Linked DNA regions of Capsicum annuum: region 2 is linked to region 1. Evidence: chromatin contacts called from public Hi-C data. All regions are on one chromosome and are shown on one strand. The core of a region is the stretch at or near the end of the contact, and the rest is flanking DNA. Distances in the headings are between cores, read along the strand shown. Region 1 overlaps LOC107863625. Region 2 overlaps LOC107863621 (DEAD-box ATP-dependent RNA helicase 37).

What was found. A called contact is a pair of places that touch in the nucleus more often than the background predicts.
Region 2: a Hi-C map of leaf shows a contact between it and region 1, with 3 times the contacts expected there. The contact joins two enhancer-like sites. A contact is called at or near these places in 2 of 5 Hi-C or Micro-C datasets (leaf and placenta).

What each region holds. Positions count from the first base shown.
Region 1 is chr3:101,157,981-101,165,381 of UCD10Xv1.1, forward strand. It overlaps LOC107863625, which reads left to right. Exons shown (of 18, transcript XR_007052978.1): 14 at 2,792-2,972; 15 at 3,697-3,724; 16 at 3,835-3,955. Among protein-coding and RNA genes, the nearest start is that of LOC107863625, 30 kb to the left of the region's middle. Within about 2 kb of position 2,876, at least 4 of the 5 cell types and tissues checked have an H3K27ac peak or open chromatin away from gene starts, as enhancers often do. A contact at or near this core is called in leaf, where this site is marked.
Region 2 is chr3:101,820,709-101,828,109 of UCD10Xv1.1, forward strand. It overlaps LOC107863621 (DEAD-box ATP-dependent RNA helicase 37), which reads right to left. Exons shown (of 7, transcript XM_016709629.2): 4 at 5,819-6,061; 5 at 5,261-5,428; 6 at 4,632-4,745; 7 at 3,190-3,927. The coding sequence ends at 3,448. Among protein-coding and RNA genes, the nearest start is that of LOC107863621, 7.8 kb to the right of the region's middle. Within about 2 kb of position 3,198, at least 3 of the 5 cell types and tissues checked have an H3K27ac peak or open chromatin away from gene starts, as enhancers often do. A contact at or near this core is called in leaf, where this site is marked.

The sequences.
Region 1 (7,401 bases), core at 1,626-4,125:
AATCTAACACTAGAAACAAACAAAACAAACAAAAATCTCCTAAATCTAAGACTCAAATTTCAGCCAAGACTCCAAAAACGTGACACACTCTTTTTTGTGAGATTTTCGAATTTGGACACCTCTTCTAGTGTTAGGAAACAAGGATCTAATACTAGAACACACAACACATAAAAATTCAAGACCAAAGTTTCGGCCAAGGGCCAAAAAAGGGACAGAATGTGTTTCTTTTAGATTTTTAGTTTTCTACACTTTTTTTTTTTCAAGATAGCAAGCCCAAGATTGATGTTTTGGGAACGAAATCAATCCTTGCTCTGATGCCAAATGATACGGAATTGATTATGAAGCACTAAAAACAACCAACAACACAAGACAAAACCGAGAACAAGTTGAACAACTAGCTTAGGCCACAACACACAAAACCGAGACAAGATAACAAAAATGCAATAATGTAAAGATAGATAGTTTGACATAAAGAGATTACAAAACCTAAAGACGTGTATCGTCAAGACCCCTAAATCCCGTAATAACAAACACCAAACTCTTACGTAGACACAAGAGGGACATCAATCTCCTCAAGCACCAACGTTTTTAAGCCAAATTGCAACACAAGTGAATCCACACTTGTTATGCCCTAGTTACGGTTTCACTCTCTCTCTAGAGAGAAGACTTGTTCTTTCTATATTCCATATCAATAATCAACTAAATGAAATAACCCTAAAATGTTCTACTTATAGCCTATTACAACAACAACAACAACAACAAACCCAGTGTATTCCCACTTAGTGGGGTTTGGGGGGGTAAGATGTACGCAGTCCATACCTCTACCTCTGATGAAGTAGAAAGGCTGTTTCCGAAAGACCCCCGGCTCAAGGCAGAAGATATCACACAAACACATAGTAAAGCACAGAAGCAGATGACATAACATAAATACGGCACCCATAAGGAATATAAAACAGAGGAAAGCAGAGGAAAGCACACAGATTCGTAATAAGCATGGAACACTGAATACGGAATCATAACGGGAATAAAAAATAAAAAATAAAAAAACCCCCACCAAGTAATTCCCTACACTAGCGACCCAATCTGGCCCTACTCTTCTGCCGTAATTCGCGTCTTCCAGACCTTCCTATCTAGGGTCATGTCCTCGGTGAGCTGTAACTGTTCCATGTCCCGCCTAATCACCTCACCCCAGTACTTCTTCGGCCTACCCCTACCCCGCCTAAAACCATCCAACGCTAGCCTCTCACACCTACGGACCGGGGCATCCATGCCCCTCCTCTTCACGTGTCCGAACCATCTCAATCGTGCTTCCCGCATCTTACACTCCACTGAAGTCACACCAACCTTCTCCCGGATAGTCTCATTCCGAACTCTATCCCCTCGAGTCAGTCCACACATCCAGCGCAACATCCGCATTTCTGCCACCTTCATTTTTTGGATGTGGGAGTTCTTAACTGGCCAACACTGCGCTCCATACAGCAAGGCCGGACGGACTACCACCCTATAGAATTTGCCTTTAAGCTTGGGCGGCACCTTCTTATCACACAGCACCCCCGACGCGAGTTTCCACTTCATCCATCCCGCCCCAATACGGTGCGAGACATCCTCGTCAATCTCACCGTTACTCTGGATCACGGACCCGAGATACTTGAACTTATCCCTCTTACATACCTCCTGTGCTTCCAGCTTCACTACTACCTCGTTCTCCCGCCTCACGTCATTAAACTTACATTCCACATGCTCTGTCTTGCTTCTGCTCACCCTGAACCCTTTAGACTCAAGAGTTTGCCTCCACATCTCTAACATTAATGAGAAGGGCACCTATGGAGTGTAAGAGAGGGGCATAAAAATGACCATAACACCCTTAATGAGAGGGGCGGTCATGGAGTGTTCAGAGAGCTCTTCTTCACACTTCAACATATGCATTTCCTTGTGTTATTTTTGGCCTTCACACTTTCTCATCACTTGGACTATCGGGTGTCTCATCAAGGCAAGCTCCCAAGCAACCTTCCACACACGGAATTGATCTATTGTGGACTCAAAGTGGGTCTCCCATGCATGTCCCCGTTCCCTCAATGTGACCACACCCGAATTCTTCATGTGTTGGCTTTGCATAGTGTCATCTAAAGCTATGATGGCCATTTGGCTCGTATCAACTACCATCCCAAATTCTCTTCTTTCCTCTAAAAACTCCAATTTTATGTTTGGGGGTGTTGACATGTCGAAAAGTGTGTCCAAAATTATGTGTTTGTCCATGTTGAATTCAGTTGATTGAAGCAGTTGGTGTTGATTGTTCCTGAAATTGAAAAGTATGGAGGAATTAGGTTGAAGAGAATGACCTATGATGTTCTTGAGGAAATGGACAAATTGTTGGATATTAACTTGAGTGAATGAGATGAGGAGAATTTGTTGAGCCAACAAGTTGGCTATGCTTCTATTGTATCCATGTCTTTTAACTTGGAATGACCTTGTTGTTTAGGATAGTGAACAAATGGGGAAGAATGAGATGCAGGGGATTTCCCACAATAAGTTCAATTTTGACCTTTAAAATTTTTATTTGTTCATATTTGTTTTCATACTTTAATTTTTTTTAATTTGATAAGTGACGTGAATCCAATGTGTTAGCCATGTCAGTCTAGAGGGACTTAAAATATTAGTTTTGAACACTTACAAGTGTTTAAATGAAACTTTGTGTCGTAGAGGGACTGGGCTATGACAAACCGGAAAAAATACAAGGGTCTCACTCTCCGCTATATATTTTTCCATCTTAACACTCATGCATTATGTGCAGGTAGAAATGCCTGTAGACAAAGCCATAAGTACATTGGTGAGGCTGGGTATTGTAACGCAGGATTCTTTAAATGGGCACACTGAACTGCAGGCAGTCCCTTGCTTCAGGGCATATGAGATTCTTAAACAACACTGGAATAGCTTGCTCGGCTAAGTTTTGCTGTGCAGAAAGTTGTACACGTGTAATTTTATATTCTAATTCTCAAAGAGTTCAATGAAAGTAGGCTATGGTGATTTCCACAGATAGTTGCTATTCTGTAAAATTAAGCATATATTTGGCAGTTTGAATGCAATAAGAGATAGTGGTTGGACAGTTGGTACCTATACTACGATTAGGAAGAACGAATTGGTCGAATACATCAAAAAGCCAAAGAGACCGACGTTGGAAGAATTGATTTTGGCGTGATATAATTATGGTTGGATCTCCCATAACCCATTTATCCTATTGGCATGCAATAGTCAATGTGTTAAGAATTCTTGTAAACACTTTTCTCATAGGAAGGTCAATAGATGCATGTGCTGCTGAATGTAAGGTCAGCTATATAAACGAAGTTTTTCAAGACAAAAAAAACGTATCAAGAATGAAAAACTAAATTGTTATATTATCAATTGAAAAAGAAATTAGTAGATTCTTCTTTAGAGGCAAAAGTTTAGTCCATTCAAGTTTGGCATACGTCGTCTTTTGGTTCTCTAAAATCATGAGTAATGATGAAACATTCCTTCCTTGGCTACCAAAACTCGTATGTATCAATTTGGACATAGAAGAGTTTTTACTTCATGCTCTAGATATACTCCTCCATTTCAAGTCTCGTTTCACATTAATAGCACATCTGTCTTAATATATAACTCTTTGTTCTTGATCGTTTCTCCTTCACTTTTTTTTTTTGTCTTTCCTAATATTTGCAGAGTATGGGGCAATCCCTCAAGAAATTTGGTCCATCTCTCTCTCTCTTTACAACTATTTTTTCACGTCATTGAAGGATTTTTTTGCTAGTGTAAAGGGGAATAAGGCTATTTTGTAATATTTTCTTTCGTTTTTTGCAGCAAATGGTGAGCAGAGTGATAATATTGGTCCAATGATAGAAAATTGCTACAAGAGTCATTTTAGCAACACTGAGAAATGGAGCTTCGCAGAATTTTGCCATGCAGTCTGCCTAACAGTCGAGTAAGTAATCCACCATATTCATATGTTCTGATTAGCATCAAAATCAAAAGAGAAATTGGCATTAGCCGAAATTTAATTTTCATCCAAGTATTTTGGGTAGTATTTTTATTTAATCTTAACTAATTTTCACTTGGCCGTTTAATTTAATTTGTAAAAGTTACATAAATTTTAATCTTTTTGGAGCTAATTACTCCATATCCGAACTTTTTTCAAAATTACTAAAAATTCTCGATTTAGTCCCCACGGATGTGTCGCCTTCTTCCGGATACATCACTTAGTTTTATACGGATATATCACTGAATTTTACATGGAGATATCTGAGTTGTAAAGTAAAAGCAGAAATTTATGTAATTATTAAAAAAAATTGAGATTTTAAATAGTTATAGTACGTTAAGTTGTGAAATGATTGTAATTTTTGTTAATTTGTAAATTATAGATGCTAGCAAGTGAATGTCATTATTTAGACCAACGGGTTACATAATAAATTTCATTTGCAACTTGGATCATTATCTTGAAATTTTGGTCAAATATCAGAGATCTTTTCATTATAGAATCTAATTTCGGTAAAATTTAATTCGCTACTTCCTTTTACACTCTTTTTCGGAACCACTGTTTACTGCATCGCTGTTTCTATTAACTTTAAACCCCTATTAAGTTAAAAATTAAGGTACGGAAAGTAAAGTAAATTTAACCTACGAATAATCAATAGAGATGGAGTCACAAACTACACAAGATGAAATTATTTTAAGTCTCGCCTTGAGTTTCGTCAAGTTTACACTCCGACAAGCCTTGAATTAAGAGATGTTTGTATATATCGAAATTTTACTAGGGGTTCTTTAAGGTTACTCTATCTAAACCCTAAACTTAGAGACAACACAACTTTATATTTCAAATCTCACCTATTTAAAGGGTAATAAATCTCTTGAGCTGACATCTCGAGAATTTAATAAACGCATGAAATATTCACAAAGAGATTAAGACTTTCTCTTATTGATAATCAAATATTTCAACAAGATGCACAGAACTCTCCTTTCATAAATAACAAATTCAAATCTTCATACATTAGAGAAACAAATTCAAATCTTTATACATTAGAGAAATACGTTACTAACGACTCTTGAACCACAAAAACAAATCACAGAGAAGAGTCAAAGGAACATACGGAATTGTACATTGTTTATCAATATATTTTATTTGTGATTACAAAATTTTCTATCACAATAAAATTTATTGCATACAAATCAGTATGCCCAATGGGACCAAATCTGTCTTTTTTCTCTTCTCTTCAAATCAGATTTACAAATTTGGAGCTATAAAAAGCGAAAAGATGGAAGCCCCATTTTTGTGAGTACTTCAAGTTTTGTCTATGAGTTTTTCAAGCCTACACTACGACAATCTTGAAGTAGGGGCATTTATGGACATCAAAATTTTGTGAGATTCTACAAGAGGAGCCCAGTTTCAGTTAGGATTTCTTGGATACTCTACCCTAAACATTAGCTTGGAGGCTACTGAATCCTAATATTTTTCTTTAAAGAGACATCTCAAAAATTTCATAACTCATGGAATATTCACAAAGATATCAAGACTCATTTTTCTTGATAATCAAATACTTTAAGAAGATCCATAAAATCTTTCTTTGTTGGATATCAAGTCTAAATCTTTCTATGTTAAAAAAAAATACGCTCGTAACACCCTCGAATTACAAAATAAAACTTAGAGAGAATAATATTAAAATCGATCATAGTAAGTTTGTTGCAAACAACAATATATAATCGTAAGACATGATGTTAATAATTCAACAATTAATAAACATGTGGGAGTGTGTTATAATATATTTTTGAGTTTATGTTTTGTGTATTGTCTACAAAATATTCTACACTATCAGGTAAACTTGATCTGTTATTGCAGGTTATTCAATTTTTACCTAAAAATTAACAAAAAAAAAATTGGATAAACTGCAATAGGAAATTAAGTTTACCTGATAGTGTAGAATATTTTGTACATTAATAATGCACAAAATTTAAATTTTATATTTTCTATATATATTTGAATATTTTTTTATTCATAAACCTATAAAATTTTGACTGCCCTTTATGGTTTTTACAACTTTTTTGGTTTCCTACAACCTTGTATTATTTTTCCACAACATTCTTTATAATTGACTAGATATCAGTGGTCGTGCTAGCATGGCTCCAAAATTTAGTAGTTTCTATTGAAAGTTGTAGTATTTTCTAAGTGTAATCTTCAGCTGTATATTCACTTTTATTTTTTCTTTTCTAATTACTTTCTCTATTCACTTTTATATTTTTACAATTCAAAACTTTTATCATGGTGACACCTATCCCATCATTCGTGGTAGTTAAGCCAATCTAAAACTCAGATAATAATAAAATACAAAGTAAAAACACAAGAAAGTAATAGTGACATGTCTTAACTGCATTGCCAAAGGAATCAACCCAAGAATGATATTTACAAGGTACAACGATCTAACAACAACAACAACAAACCCAGTGTATTCCCACCTAGTGGGGTCTGAATCAACGATCAGGGATCATTGATTCATTACCTGCATGTAAAGCATAGAAATAAATAAGCGTGAATACTAAAACACATGTACTCAACATCTTCATTCGACCCTAATTCAAAATGATGACGAAAACCATTTATAATCTTTCAAAACCCAACATAGTTCAATAAAACTGCCAACTGAAAGACCACAACTAGACTAATAGTTAAATCACAATCACAGAAATATAAGGCAACTCAATCACACTCAATACTTCAAATCAACAAAAATACAACCACTCTATCAAAATTAATCAGAAGTACTAAACCAGGTGAAATGAATATGAATGAATGAATAAGATGCATGTTAATTCAAGATTATGAATATGAATGAACTTGAAAGTCTTGATAATTTGTTGTGCTTCTTCCCTATGTTAATAGCGGTGCTGCATGGTATGAATTCATCCTTGACAGATGCTCCATCTTTACAACTCCAAATCAGTTATGGAATTTCATATATCATTATTCTATCAAATCTTATGAAGATATAGTCATCTGCTGCCCTTCCACTCCACCAACTAAAAGGGCTATCTTTAATGTTTACATCAGATAGATCATAACATTGCTGCAAACAAAGTCTTCATATTTAGGATGATATATTAGTAAGCCATCAATCTTTTCTTCTTAAATTTAGAGCAACATTAAAAGTCACCTTTAACCAAGCGCTATTAAGTGCTTGCATTGTGGAATAAAACTATCCCACAACTTCAATCTATTAGATCCATCACATTTAGCATACAACAAAATAATTATTAAAATTCTTCTTCACTCTTTTATAAAGAGTTTCAGAGTAACTATTGAGGAGTGCTTGGTAAAACCTCTACACCAATTTCTTTATTCACAAAATGTCATAGCTTGCCATTACGATTTGCCTTAACCAG
Region 2 (7,401 bases), core at 1,948-4,447, 660 kb after region 1:
TTTAAATATTCAAATTCGTAAGACAGTTTAGGGATTTATTTTAGTGTTCAAATTTAAATATAATAGATTTTAAGGTTTAATTCATTATTGTTAATACTTAGTTTCTATATTTTTTTGTACTGCGAATTGCCTTGTGTATTCTAAAAATGGCTTTTGCATATTTAAAATTACTATGTTTATTCAATATTTTTATAAAAATCACTACTATGTTTTGTTCTTCGAAGATCATGTTACTATTTTTAATCTTATTTTGCCTCCTTATAAATTCAAAGAGCAAATTAAGAAAAAAATGAAAGATCCAACATATATTTACAAAGAGATTTTGGTATGCTGCCATCAAAAATAATATATCCATCATCTTGAATGCATTCATATTATACGTTGAAAAGAATTCACATCAAAAAATATAAAATTTTGCAATAAATTCATTTATGTATAATAAATATAAATTTATACAGTAATTACCCTTTCAAATACAACATAAACTCTTAACGTGCTTGGATGTTCTTGCAGTTATTGCACGAAACACATTATGAATCCAAATTGACAAAAACTTCATCCATCCTGACAAGATAAATTGAAATGAATCAGACACAAACAAAATTTTTCTATTCATTACACATATAACATGAACTTGCTAGTACATTTTTTGATGAGGAAAACTTACTAATATAATATGAAGAAAGAACTTGATTTGCTCATAAATTGTCCAGAACTATTCTAGTAAAAAAAAATTAATTCTGCAAAATAACAAATTATTTTCATATTTTCTAATAGCTATGGAATTTCTTATGGAAGGATAATTATATATAAGTGGGTGAATGATGGAAGGAAAAGTGTGGAGTTAAACTAATTAACCACATTTCACAATTATCGAGGTCTAATAAAAAGTAGAGTTGCAACAATTTTGAATTAACAGCTGCTAATTATTTTAAAATGAAATAGCAAGGGAACTCAAAAATTGAAAAACGACAGTTTCATTATTTTAAATAAGGTGACTTTAGTTTTTTTTTATTTAAAGCATAGTAGATAAATGTTTGAGAAATCTCCAAAAATTTCAGATAAAAAAAAATAAATAAAAATACTTGCTTGTGACACAGGACACATCAGCAGACTCATATTTCTCTTTTATTTATAGATATATTATCACTGCTCTTTCGAACAAAATTATGATGAGAAAGCACAAATAGTAATAGGAGACTCGTTTGATCACCCTAAAATATCATAATTGCGAATCTACTTTAAAAATAAATTGATATTTATGTAAATCTCTACGCAACCATATAAAACAACAACGAATTGGCAGTGTACTATAGTAAAATTGCCCAATTTATTACTAATATTTGTGTAGAGTGAAAAGGTGTGCCACATATATAGCACACGACTTCCCCCTCCCTTTCCAGCATGAGAAAGGGATTTTCATCACTTACTTCCTTTTTTAGATAGTCAGTCAATTAAGGAACCTGTTAATCCTCAACCCAGCCTCATTAGCTTGCCTTCAATCATATTACAACCTCTTCCTCAAAGAATCAACATCCTCACAGAAAATTGGGTCAATGTTGTACCAAAAGAGTCATATTTATATTTTGCATGCGGAGTCATTTATATTTGAGTTTAAATTTGGTGTATCGTTGGTGTAGCTTTTTTTTACACCATCAGGTGACTTTTACCTGTTGTAGCAGGTCATCCATTTTTATATTTTTACCTGAGAAATGAATGACCTACTAAAGCAGGTAAAAGTTACCTGGTGGTATAAAAAAAAACTACACCAACGGTGCACCAAACTTAAATTCTTTATATTTTGCACGCTGACATACTCTTTGTATTACATAGCCAAGGACCCCCCTGTACTTTTGACTAGGGGTGGGCATGGTATGGTATGATACGGTATTTAAAACTTCGGTATGGTAATTTCAGTATTCGGTTTTTAAAAATATTATACCATTACCATACCATATTAATTTGGTATGGTTCGGTATTTTGACGTTTGGTTTCGGTATTTTGCGGTATGATAATTGATAACCATAGTTTGTACAACTTTGATAATATATACTCGTATACTAGAGTATTTTTACTTCGACTTTTCAAAAGCACGTCTTAATTGTATTAGAAATACGCATATGTTGTAGAAATATTGAAAAAGAAGTACAAATAATTCTTTTTGTTAGTTAATTACACAAAAAAGACATTTTCATCAAAATAGAATAGCAAAAGTTTTAATGTCTAAACATTTTTATACTAATACTAAGTATAATATTTGTGTATGTGTATGTATATATATATATATATGTGTGTGTGTGTGTGTATGTATATATATATGTGTGTATATATATATATAAAAGATACTTATGAAACTATATATACTTCGGTATGGTATTCGGTATTTCGGTATGTCATTTATAAATACCAAATACCATACCATATACCAAAAAAAATTAAAATGTATACCATATATCATACCAAATATCATAATACCAAAATTATGGTATCAAAAATTTCGATTCGGTATGATAATTCGGTATATACCATACCATGCCCACCCCTACTTCTGCCACACTAAACATACATACCCTAAATAATCATTTGACCATGAGAATCTTTTTCATTTTTTTCCTAAAAAAATATGTTAATTTAGTGAAAAAAAGTAAAAACAACAATGTTTGATCATAAAAATTATTTAACTTTAGTGAAAATTACTTTTGAAAAAATGAAAAGAAAGTAAACTTATTTTTAACTTTTTTCACTCCTATTTCTCTCCTAAAATTTAATAAAACAACTCAATTTTATATTCATGGCCAAACACAACAACTCCCAACTCCAAAAATCATTACCTGCATGGACAACCGGGGCCTAAGATGTCATTTAGTGTATCGACCACTCGTACTACAGCCCCACTCCCAAGTCCCAACTTATGAAACTTTCTCCAGAAACCCATCTGTATTCATTCACATTTCTCATAGAAAAGAATACAATTATACTATTTCCGCTGTCAACAACCAGCATCACAAACAACTACTAAAATAATATTCCCATGAGCCTTTTTTCCAATTTCCACTTCCCTAAGGAACAAGAATACAACCAAAAATGAAGAAACCTGCAAGAGATTTTAGACATGATATCTCACTTCGTTCGAAATACAATAATAATCTAAATCAGATGCACATTGCACGTGGCGATTAACTATCCATATGCACTCCAAAAAAAAATTAATTCGCAAAATAATATTGTATTAAACAAAGGCATCATTGAACTATTGGACAAAAGTTGCTTCCTATGTGATCTCCAATTTGCCAATCTAACTACCATAACAATCTTGCAGTTGTCCCCTATAGGACCCCAAAATAACAAGAACTCGACGCTGTTTCGGACTAGAAAATATCATAATCCAAATTTGTTGATGAGTAATATACAACTGCAGGAAAGTATAGGTATCATAATTTTGAGAAGCTAGTCCCAGGCACTAGTTACTCCAGGACCATATCCTCCACTGTAATTGCCATAACCACCACTACTATTACCTCCATCATAGTAATTCACACCACCTCCACTTCTATTGTATGAGGAATCCCTCCTGAAGTCACGCCCACCAAAACGGCCTCCGCCAGCCCGCCTGTTTCTACCTCCGTATGAACGGCTAGCATAACGAGTCAACCATTCGGGTACTTCCTGATTAGCTTCTTGCATCAAGTCAGCTAGAGGTTTGGACATCGAAAGGTTACCTTCATTAAAGAAAGCAGTTGCTAGTCCTGTCTTGCCTGCACGGCCTGTCCTGCCTATACGGTGCACATAATCATCAATGTCATTAGGAAGGTCAAAGTTGATAACATGAGAAACATGAGGGATATCAAGGCCTCGAGCAGCCACATCTGTCGCAACTAAAATTGGGGTATCTCCTCTCTTGAATGTTCTCAACGCTTGCTCCCTTTCCTATAAAATAAACCCACACGTAATGTTGACTATGATGAGCAGCAAAATAGTGCAAGTAATAGTTGGTGCAACACAAAAAACTGACTGAATATAGAAGTATCAGGTACACGTGTTACATGCACACATGCCCCTTCTCCTCAGCATGCAATGCAAATATTGATAGCAAGATGTGATGGCAAACCATTCCAGCTTGCAAATGGTGGACAGTTCGTGAGTAAAAACGCTAAGTGTTTTGAAGATAAAGGTAACACCATTCAGAAGATCTAGATGAACTGTCCACTTTTGTTTCATTTTTGGTGCAAAGAAGATCTTTGCAAATGATGCTGATAACAGTGATAGAACTCATAGAATCTCTCTTTAAGAATAGGAAGGGCAGCCCCGTGCACTAAAGCTACCGCTATGCGCGGTGTCTGGGGAAGGGCCCCACGACAAGGGTGTATCGTACACAGCCTTACTTTGCATTTCTGCCAGAGGCTGTTCCCAAGGCTTGAACCCGTGACAAGTGATATTCTTTTGGTATCTGGTAAATATTTTTGACAGCACTCCTTGTTGCCATATTACAATACACTTGCCACTTCTCAAACAAAAAAAAAAAGTGGTGCCATTTAATCACATTGTAATGAAGGCGCAGGACAGTGTATAAGGTCATGTTTGAAGATCAAACAATTTTGATCTATCTCTATCAATACCTAGATCTCGCCTACCTGCTGAGTCCTATCACCATGAATGGCAGTCGCAGGAAACCCATTAATACACAGCCAATGCTCCAATGCATCAGCACCCTTCTTTGTTTCGACAAATACCAAAGTTAGAGCATGCTGCAGAAAACAAGATAATGCAGTAAATAATATTGCCAGTCAATTTAAACGAAAGATTAAAGACTCCGTATTGTGTTTATCATGTAAAAAATTTATAGGCCCAATGCAACACAAAAGCAAATGACAAGAATGATGCAGTCATGTCCTTGGAAAACACTGAAGCATTTCCAGTCAATTTAAATGAAAACTCACGCAGAATGAAAATTTAAGCAGACTGCGATCTAGGAAATTCAGCATTCATATAATCATATCTATATATAGTAGGTAAATAAAACAACAAAACCAATTATGGACAGAATGAGCAGCTAAAGTGACCAGGCAAGAGGAGATTTACGCTAGTGCCTGTACAGACAAAAAGAATTAGAAAGTCAACATCCTTAATTCTTTGCTAGTCCCTAGGATTAGAAGTCCCGACTTCTTCCCCACTCAGTCAAGCTGCTCCAGGTGCCTTAAACAGAACTAAAGTAGTTGAGAATAATTCCTATAGCAAGAGAGAGCTAAGAGTCGCATGCTACCTTGCCGTGAACCCCATTAGCCATCTGTGCATGAAGTAGGTCCATAAGATGGCTTCTCTTGTCACCATCATGAACAAATTCAACTCGTTGAACAATCAAATCAGTACTAGAACCAACCCGTCCAACCGCCAAAAATATGTAGTTTGCAAGAAAATCAGAAGCCAGTCTCTGCATTCCCAAAAACAAACGAAGAAAGAAATGGTTAGAGATCATATACAAAAGAAGATTTTACTCGATGCCAACTCAACAAGTTAAAAGGCAAATTTTCCAGCATTGCAAAAATACAGGTGTCCTCATGTAACAAGAAGAATGAGAAGAAATATTAGGATTCAACAAGAAATATGTTTTTTTTGGGGGGTGTGGGTGGGTGAGTGGGTGGGGCGGGTTACACTGGAGAAAGAAAAACAAAAATATAGAACATTTAGTAGAAGTTCAAAGAAGCTCAAAACCATGGTTTAAGATGATGTGCATCATACCGATAGAAAATGTCTGTAAGCAGCAGAATACTAACAACACATATTGACAATTGAAGAACACCCCTACTGAATAAAAGAAAACCTGAATCTCCTTTGGGAATGTAGCACTGAACAGCATAGTCTGTCTTTCACCAGGTGGAGGCATATCCATTTGCTCCACAATCCTTCTGATTTGAGGTTCGAATCCCATGTCCAGCATACGATCTGCCTCATCGAGTGCTAAATATCTGATCATCTGTAATGAAACTTTTGCTCTCTCAAGTAAATCAACCAGTCTTCCAGGAGTTGCCACAAGAATATCAACTCCTCTCTCAAGCTCTCGGAGCTGCAGATATGTAACAAACAAATGTTCAAACAATAACGCAACAAACACATCATTTACTTCCTTGATAAGTAATGTTTTATTGATATTGCATAGGAAACAAAATATACAAGACGTGTACTAAGAAGTAAGCAATCTAGAGAACACCACTTTATACTTGAATGTTCAGGCTTCTTGAGCTAATCTGACAATGAACTGATAAGATCAGATACTACACTTTCTATATAATCTAACAACAAAATCACCACACTAAACAACTGAATATTTCTTAGTACTTTTATTGAGGTTCTGACTTCACCGGCATATCAAATGAAAGTAATGTTACTAGATCTGATTTGTTCAAATTTCCAAACTAATTTCAGTGTATGACTTTTTTCAATAACCAAGAAACTCCCTGAGGCCAAAGGCACACGGTTCGGAACTCAGCGGATAATGGGCCCAGCCCTCTTCTCTTCCCCACTAATGTGAGTGCATAACTGTAAGTCGAACAAAAAAAAAATGTATGTTGATCTAAAAGTAGACATCAGATGGAGGTGGAAGAACATTCTAGACTTCCCATCAAAATATGTAACAAGAAAATGGGATGTTCAGAAACGGAAATCTGGGAAACAAGGGGCACCTTCCTGAAGATAACAGGGTAACAAAATCCCAACAAAAAGAAAACTTGCTAACTTAGAACAATATATGGTTCATGTCAGATACAAATGTACCAGAAAATAAAGATCTTTTACTTTTTTTTCCTCACATCAGTAAATAAGAAGGTATTCCAAAAGATAATGACACTAGCTTTCAATTGCATTTGCACTAGATTTCAGGATCTAACCAAAATGAATGTGAATAGGGAAGTTCATATTCAAGCAACTATTTACCCAAATCAATGCATCTTGAAGGATCGCACTTATCCTGGTCAAGTACATATAGATCTTCATGAGACTGCCAAGAGTCCTAACATTAGATTACTTTCTACCTTCTGTATAGCAAGTTTCCCTCTTTCACCGCCAAATGCATATTAGATCTAGAATGATTAGCTAAACAAAATTAAACCAACTCCACGAATTAAATTTGTCTATAGGCTTCTTAGTTGAACTCTTATCAAACCCATTTTGTTTTAGCGTACATTTTGTTCAGGGGTATCAAGTTGAGCAACACTGTGAAGGTTTGGGAAAGGGTGGTGCAGTTGGCTATGGATGGATTCTGGCGTGGTAGAGGTAGACCAAAGAAATATTGAGGGAGGTGATTAGACATGACATGGAGCCGTTGCAGCTTGCCGAAGACATGACCCTAGATAGGAAAGTACGGAGGACGCGAATTAACGTAGACTGGTAGTAGTTAGGAGTGTGTCT